Linked DNA regions of Sus scrofa: region 1 is linked to region 2. A link is a contact called in public Hi-C data. All regions are on one chromosome and are shown on one strand. The core of a region is the stretch at or near the end of the contact, and the rest is flanking DNA. Distances in the headings are between cores, read along the strand shown.

Region 1 (3,814 bases), core at 816-3,315, 490 kb after region 2:
TTCCTAGTCGGATTCGTTAACCACTGTGCCACGATGGGAACTCCGGGACTGGAACTTCTATGACAGAACAATTGCGTAGTTTGTATACTTTTTAAGTTCTTTTGAAATTAGAGGTCTTCCAGGATTGATACATATTTAGTTCTGAAATTTGGAGGGAGGATTATTTATTGTGGAAAAAAAATCCAAAGAAAGCTAGTGAACATAAAGTGAGGTACTTTTATGTATAGTATCCCAGTTGATCCTTACAACCCCCTTTTTAGGTGAATGGATGTTTTATAGATGAGAAATTGAAATTACTTTATAAACTGAAGGCAATATTTTCTTTAGTCTTCACAGTCACCCCATAAAATAGGTAAGATGGCTAGTGATACATCCATTTTACAGATAGATTTTGTAGTTTTTAATATATGGCAACTCAGTGGTAGACTGGAACTAAACGCTGGGTATTCTAATTCTTAATCTAGTTCTGTTTCCACTACACTGCTGCTGGTATGTGCTAACCAGTTATTCACTGGAAACATCTGCCAGGATAAGGAAATGAAAAGGTAATTTCATGCTAGTATCCTTGGGAACAGGGCTGATAATCAATAGGCATAAGTTCCCTTTTTGTCATTTAGAAAGTACTACCTCCTGCCACGTAAGTAGTTATTGTGTATCAGAAGTTTTTGAAAAGTTGTTGTTTACCAAGGAATAACCTGTTTTTGAGGTTGCTAGATTAACCCTGCTACATTCATGGGGCCACTATTGAATGGGCTCAACTTTACCAAGGTGAACAAAGGGGGAAAAGTAATGGAGTAGCAGGTAGCAGCCCTTTAGGATCAGTCTTGTTTCATAAACCTTACTAAAATAATCTCATTTGTTCCTGCAGTTTAATCCTCTTTCTCCCCTTTACTCCCTGGATGTTCTCGCTGATGCTTCTCACCGGAGATGTTCACCAGCACACTGCTCTGCCAGGTAATTTCTTCTAGGGTCTGTTTTTTTCCAGATGATACTGTTTTTCTTTTTTTAACACTTCAAATTAAAGTATGTTTGTGTATACTATCTAATTCAATCTATACAACAACCTTTTGAAGTCAGTAGTTGTTTTACTGATGTAGAAACTGAGGCAGAGTATTGAAGTATCTTTTCTGTGATCACATGGCTAGTATGTGATTGATTGATGGACTGACTGATTTTAGGGCTTCACTGCAGGCATATGGAAGTTCCCAGGCTAGGCGTCAAATTGGAGCTGCAGCTGCTGGTCTACACCGCAGCCACAGCAATGCAGGATCTGAAGCGTGTCTGTGACCTACACCACAGCTCACAGCCATGCCTGATACTTATTAACCCACTGAGTGAGGCCAGGAATCAAACCTGTGTCCTCAAGGATACTAGTTGGTTTTGTTGACCACTGAGCCGCAGTGGGAACTCCCTAGTATGTGATTTAAATCTCAGCTTTGACCTGAGCTCTGGCTCCTGTTCTATCTTTCTTCTGCTAAATGTCCCATCTTCAAAAAAACATTATTAATGGCTGTTGCCATGACCTGCAAAACCCTGCATGATCGGACTCCTGGCTTCATGTCTAACCTCCTTTCATAGACTTCTTCCTCCCCACTGGGGAGGAGATCCACCTGTGCCAGGGAGCTCCCATTTGTTCTTCAAAAAATCACAATCCTCTTCTGCCGCTGGACCTTCACATGTGTTCCCTTTGCTTTGACCCACCATCTTGGAGCTCTTCTTCCATGATTTTCTTTTCAGCTCTGGCCCCTCCTCGGGGGGCCTTCAAGACCATCCTGTCTAAAGGGGCCACCTGTACCGCTCACCACTCATTATCTATTTCTTTACTTTAGAGCTTTAATCACAGTCTGTAATGACTGTTTATTGGTTTCTTTTCCTACCTTCCCCCGTCTCTCACTAAAATATAAGCTTAGAAGTGCCGGGACCTTATCTTGTTCCCTGATGTGTCCCCAGCACCTAACACAGTTTCTGGCACTTACTGGGCATTCAGCATACCTTCGTCAGAATGAATCCTGCACTTCTGTAGTAGAATGAAACCAGTGCCTCTGAATATAAATTCTCTATGTTGGGTGACTCACAGAGCAAATATGGTTTCACTGGAAGCCTGCCCCAGCGAGTTACTGTGCACATAGGCCAAACCATAGAACTTCTGTTATTTCTAGAAGCACAAAGAATTTCTTTCCAAGGTTCTGTTTTTGTTTTTTTGCTTTTTAGGGTTGCACCTGAGTTATATGGAAGTTCCTAGGATAGGGGTCGAATCGGAGCTGCAGCTGCCGGACTTCACCACAGCCACAGCAGTGCCAGATCCAAGCTGCATCTGTGACCTACACTGGAGCTCATGGCAATGCCGGATCCTTAACCCACTGAGGGAGGTCAGGGATTAAACGTGCATCCTCATGGATGCTAGTAGGGTTCATAACCTGCTGAGCCACAACGGGAATTCCATGATGATTTTTTTTTCTTCTTAACATGTTCTTAAGTGGATGTGTTCGTAGATTTGGGGTGTAGAGTGTACAAAATATTCTTTCATGGATACAGTTAGAAATTCCACTATAGGCTATAATAATAAACTCTGCACTATAACCTGCTGCCCAGCCTTCTACTGGAAAAGTAGTGCTTCAGTAGGAAAGGTCTTTTGCAAAGAGAGACTACCACATGTGGTGTTAACTAAGAACTTGGGAAATTGTGGAATATTAAACACCGTCGTTTTCTTTAGTCACATGCATCATTCATTCTTTCATCATTTGCTGATTCCCTTTTATGTGCCTGGCGCTTTGTTTGGCACTACCCTTAAGGAGGAGTTTTTATCCTCCTGGCAGAGTCAGGTGTGGAAATGGACAGCTACAATTTGGAGTGATGTGTGCCTAAAGGTGTGCACCAGAGTGACATGGAGCACAGAGGAGCGGTGCCTAACTCAGGCTCAGGTAGCTTTTCTTAGAGGTGGTAGTGCCCAAGCTGTCTTGGAACCAGACACAAGATTTCAGTCCATAGAACAGTCCTCCAGCTTTTTGTCTTAATACCAAATTAAACAAGGGCCGTGTACGCTCTTTGGGAAAACTGTATGAGTAGCACCATGTCATGTTAGATGCTGAAAGTGGATCATTTGCCCTCCTTCCTTTACTTCTGCTACATAGAGCTGTGCTGTGCTGAGATTGGTATTCATGCTTTTATCATATTTTCTGCTACCTGTAAGGCCTCACCTTGGCTTGGAGTGGGTGTGAACTTATTGTTTGTGTATCCCATTATCCACATCATTATCTTTGTTCTCTATTTGCAGTGCTTGTGGCTGGGCTTGGAAACATAAGCAAGCCTAGGCTGTGTTTCTGGTGTGCTCAGCTCTAGGGAAATACTGCTTATTGCATCAGACTGTTGCTGAAAGCAAGACAAGAGTATATGGACAATTAGAGCTCATTGGCCTTTTAGACATCACTCCCAGGGCAGTGGATACAAAGTGGATTGCAAACAGGAAGTTTCTTTGGGGTAGCGGGAAAATTTGTTTAAACTTGCATTTATTTATTATTCTTTTTTTTTTTTTTTTGCTGTGCCCGTGGCATGCATAAATTCCCAAGGCAGGGATTGAAGTCATACCACAGCAGCAACCTGAGCAGCTGGAGGACAATGCTGGATCCTTAACTCGCCATACCACAAGGGAATTCCTTGTTATACATGTATTAGTCTAGCAGCACATGTTTTGTTTTATATGTATTACATATATAAAGAGTGTTTGCTCAGTGTTTGCTCAATTTTCTTACTGATGAAGGTGCATAATCAATAAAGATAGATAATCACTGATGTGTGGGAAATGGTCAGCACAAAT
Region 2 (3,531 bases), core at 71-2,570:
TGCAATAACTTCCATGCGCCTAAGTTGCTGTGTCTTAACCGCTGTGTATCTTGGCGTTCCTCTGCTTCTTTTTAATCCGCAGAATCCGCTCGATTGTGTCATTACTCTCAACAATAGTCTACAGCATCTCCAGATCTGCAGTCTCTAGTAACCTTGGGTCACGTGTGTTTTATATGGACATTACTGAAGATAATCAGTTTGGGATGAGATCACTCAAACATTTTACTTTGAGGCTCAACAAGGAAAACCATCATCTTTCCTAAAGAGACAGAACTGGCAGCAGTGTCATTGGTCTCCTTTTTTAGAACCCGTATCATTTCTGTTTGGGGCCTCAGAAGTCATGCTTAGGTGACGGAAAGGTTAAGTTCATTTCATAAGACGGTTCTGTGAAGTAAGAATTTTGTGTAAATTCTTTACCTTCTTAGATTTACTAAAGCAAAAGACCCTAAATGCTTTTTTTCTAGACTAGTAATTTCAGTTGTCCTTGTCTTATTAACATGGGAAGTAGAAAAACTCTCTTCTTCTTATATGTGGACAAAATATTGAGACGTTTTAAAAAATGGTGTCAGTAGTATTTGAGTCCAGTGTTTTGCCCCTTCCTGCTTTTTGACTTTCCTCGTATGTTGTTGTTTGGCACCAGCAGGGGACACTCCGGTTTCCAAAGAGGGGTGCTGTTCTCTACCAAAATGGTGCAGGCTCTTTTTCCTTTCAGAGGTGGAATCCAGAAAGACTTTGTCCTGGATTTTACAGTTTTAGGTGGATCCAGTATGTGGTCTAAACCATTTGTGAAGGCCCTTTTTGAGACAAAGCTAACAGCCAAATTTTCGCTGAAAGAGGAAAAATAAAAAGTTGAAAAAGAAAGTTAAAACAAAATTGAGTTGAAAACCAAATGTGCTGTCAGAGACCCAAAGCTAGGTAGCGCTAGCAACTGGGGTGGGGTGGGGGGGATGAAAGAGCCCATCCAGGGAACTGGGGGAGCTCCACCCACACGGCGGAGGTGGGAGAAGGGGATGCCGAGAAGGCCCGAGGAGGCCCCGGTTGGTCTGGTCGGGGACTGCCTCTCTTTGGCCTCAGCCATATTATTCAGTGGAAACTCAGAAAAGATCCCGAAGCATTTGTAATGCCTCTCCCTTGCTCCCCGCCCCCAGTTCCTTCTTCAGTAGCCTTCCTTGCTAATTAACACTGGCTCCGCAGGGATATTTACCTTTTCTCTGCTGGATTCCTGTGGTTTTGAAAGAATTCAGGTACTTGCCGGTTGCCAAGGAATTCAGATTACCTCACGGGCTGCACACTGTCCAGAATCTGCCACAGCAGCAGGAGGAGGGGAGAGACACCGACAAGGGGGAGAAAACCCTCTCCAGCGCTCATTGTCACCCTCCCTGGCAGGCCCTTGCTGTTTGTGAAGTTTGAGTCATTTCTGGCTCTGAGGACCAGGGGATCAGGCTGGTAATCCCCTCCCAGACGGCTCCGCAGGGCGCTGCCTCGTCACTGCAGCACTTTGGCAGTCTCCCGGCCGCAGCTGGTTGACAGCAGATCAGAGAGCTCTTGGGCCTCTTGTTCTCTTCCATAAGATTTTTCTGGGTCAGGGCAGGATGAAACCCAGTGGCTCCTGGCACGGCTGCCTGAGGCGCTGTCTCTTGATCCTCCAGGCCTTTGTGGCTCTGAATGGCTACACCTGCTGAAAGATAACGTGTCCGCCACAGCCAGGGTCTCCTCAGAGCTGCCCTCCCCTTACTTTGTGTGTTTGCAGTGAATGTTTGTTAGAATAAATGTGTGGTTTAACTATCCTCCATCTAGACTCTCAGGGACTGACTGTGGTCTCGTGTTCATAGAACAAAGGAGAGGTGAAAGGACCCCACTAACTGTGTTTTCCTTCCCGTTTGAGGTCCATGTAGTAGAGCTCCTGAACCAGCAACTCAGGTGTGGTTTCATTTAGTGCCTGTCAGGTACCTACTGTATGTCTAACAGCGAGACCCTTCCTTCACACACACACACACACACACACACACACTCACTCACTCAAGAGTTTTAGACAAATTATTACCATTGTCTTCATTCTCATTGAGAAACATTCGAAAGCAAAAAGAAAATACAGCTTTTGATTTAAGAATTTATTGTCAGAGGAGTTCCTGTTGTGGCTCAGTGGGTTATGAACCCGACTAGTATCCATGAGGATGCGTGTTCAATCCCGGGCCTCGCTCAGTGGGTTAAGGATCTGACGTTGCCATGAGCTGCGGTATAGGTTGCAGATGAGGCTCAGATCCCATGTTACTGTGGCTGTGGGATAGACCTGTAGCTGTAGTTCCTAACTGACCCCTAGCCTGGGAACCTCCATGTGCCATGGGTGTGGCCCTAAAAAGCAAAATAAAAAGAATTTATTGTCTATTAGAATAAAGATAATCTAATATGTTTTAGTGTGTACCAAAAAAAAAAAAAAAATGGACGTATAGTTCTCTACTCATCAGTAGGTTGTGAAATAGTACCCAGAGTTTCTGATTTGGCAAAAAAAGTAGAGTTCCCCCCCACCTTTTTTTTCTTTCTCTCTCTTGCTCCCTCTCCCTGCCCCCCCCCCCCTTTTTAGGCTTAAAGGTCAAGGCTATGAAATTCTGTCTTGAGAGCTTTTCCTAAAGCTTGATTTCATTAAGGAGGTGGTTCAAGACTCAATTCCTCATGTAAATTTCAGTATGTGTGTTAGGAGAAGTATTTGCAAACTTGGTCCTAGGCTAGCTAGTAGAGAATTACCACTTTTAGGTTGTTTCTAATAAAAGAATTGTGTTGATGCTTTCAGACCTAACTAGGATGAAATATGAAATGTGAAGATCTAAATCACAAATCGCAAACCTCAGTGTTCACAAGGACATTGACTAAACAGCTGGCTAGGTGGAGACTGGAGAACCAGAGCTCACATGTACCATCTAAAGGGCATTTACTATTCAGTGGCAACAAGTCTGTGATGCATGGTGGTGCTGTGATCTGAATGTGACCTCCCAGGTTTACATATTAAAATCCTAACTCTCAAGGTGGTGTTATTTGAAGGTGGGAGTTGTTTTTTTTTTGTTGTTGTTGTTGTTGCTATTTCTTGGGCCGCTCCTGCGGCATATGGAGGTTCCCAGGCTAGGGGTCCAATCGGAGCTGTAGCCACCGGCCTATGCCAGAGCCACAGCAACGAGGGATCCGAGCCGTGTCTGCAACCTACACCACAGCTCACGGCAACGCCGGATCGTTAACCCACTGAGCAAGGGCAGGGATTGAACCCGCAACCTCATGGTTCCTAGTCGGATTCGTTAACCACTGCGCCATGACGGGAACTCCCTGAAGGTGGGCGTTTTGAGAGGTAATTAGGTCATGAGGGTGGAGCCCTCGTGAATGATTAGTGCCCTTTTATAAAAGAGCCCTGGAGAAATTTCTCACCCTTTCTGCCCTGTGAGGGCACAGTAAGAAGGTGCTGTCTATCTGCCTGCATCTTAGTCTTGGACCTCAAGCCTCCAGAACTATGAGAACTAAATTCCTGTTGTTTATAAACTACATAGT

The links. Hi-C and Micro-C count contacts between places; a contact is called where the count stands out from the background.
Region 1: a Hi-C map of embryonic fibroblasts shows a contact between it and region 2, with 2.5 times the contacts expected there. The contact joins two enhancer-like sites. A contact is called at or near these places in 2 of 47 Hi-C or Micro-C datasets (embryonic fibroblasts and epiblast stem cells) and 1 of 2 datasets of contacts at active chromatin or transcription factors (alveolar macrophages).

What each region holds. Positions count from the first base shown.
Region 1 is chr7:99,350,401-99,354,214 of Sscrofa11.1, forward strand. GPATCH2L (G-patch domain containing 2 like) reads left to right here. Exons shown (of 10, transcript NM_001243404.1): 8 at 869-954. Among named protein-coding and RNA genes, the nearest start is that of GPATCH2L, 27 kb to the left of the region's middle. Within about 2 kb of position 2,066, at least 3 of the 83 cell types and tissues checked have an H3K27ac peak or open chromatin away from gene starts, as enhancers often do. A contact at or near this core is called in embryonic fibroblasts, where this site is marked.
Region 2 is chr7:98,863,516-98,867,046 of Sscrofa11.1, forward strand. The region is part of intron 9 of TTLL5 (tubulin polyglutamylase TTLL5); the gene reads left to right. Among named protein-coding and RNA genes, the nearest start is that of TTLL5, 43 kb to the left of the region's middle. Within about 2 kb of position 1,321, at least 60 of the 83 cell types and tissues checked have an H3K27ac peak or open chromatin away from gene starts, as enhancers often do. A contact at or near this core is called in embryonic fibroblasts, where this site is marked.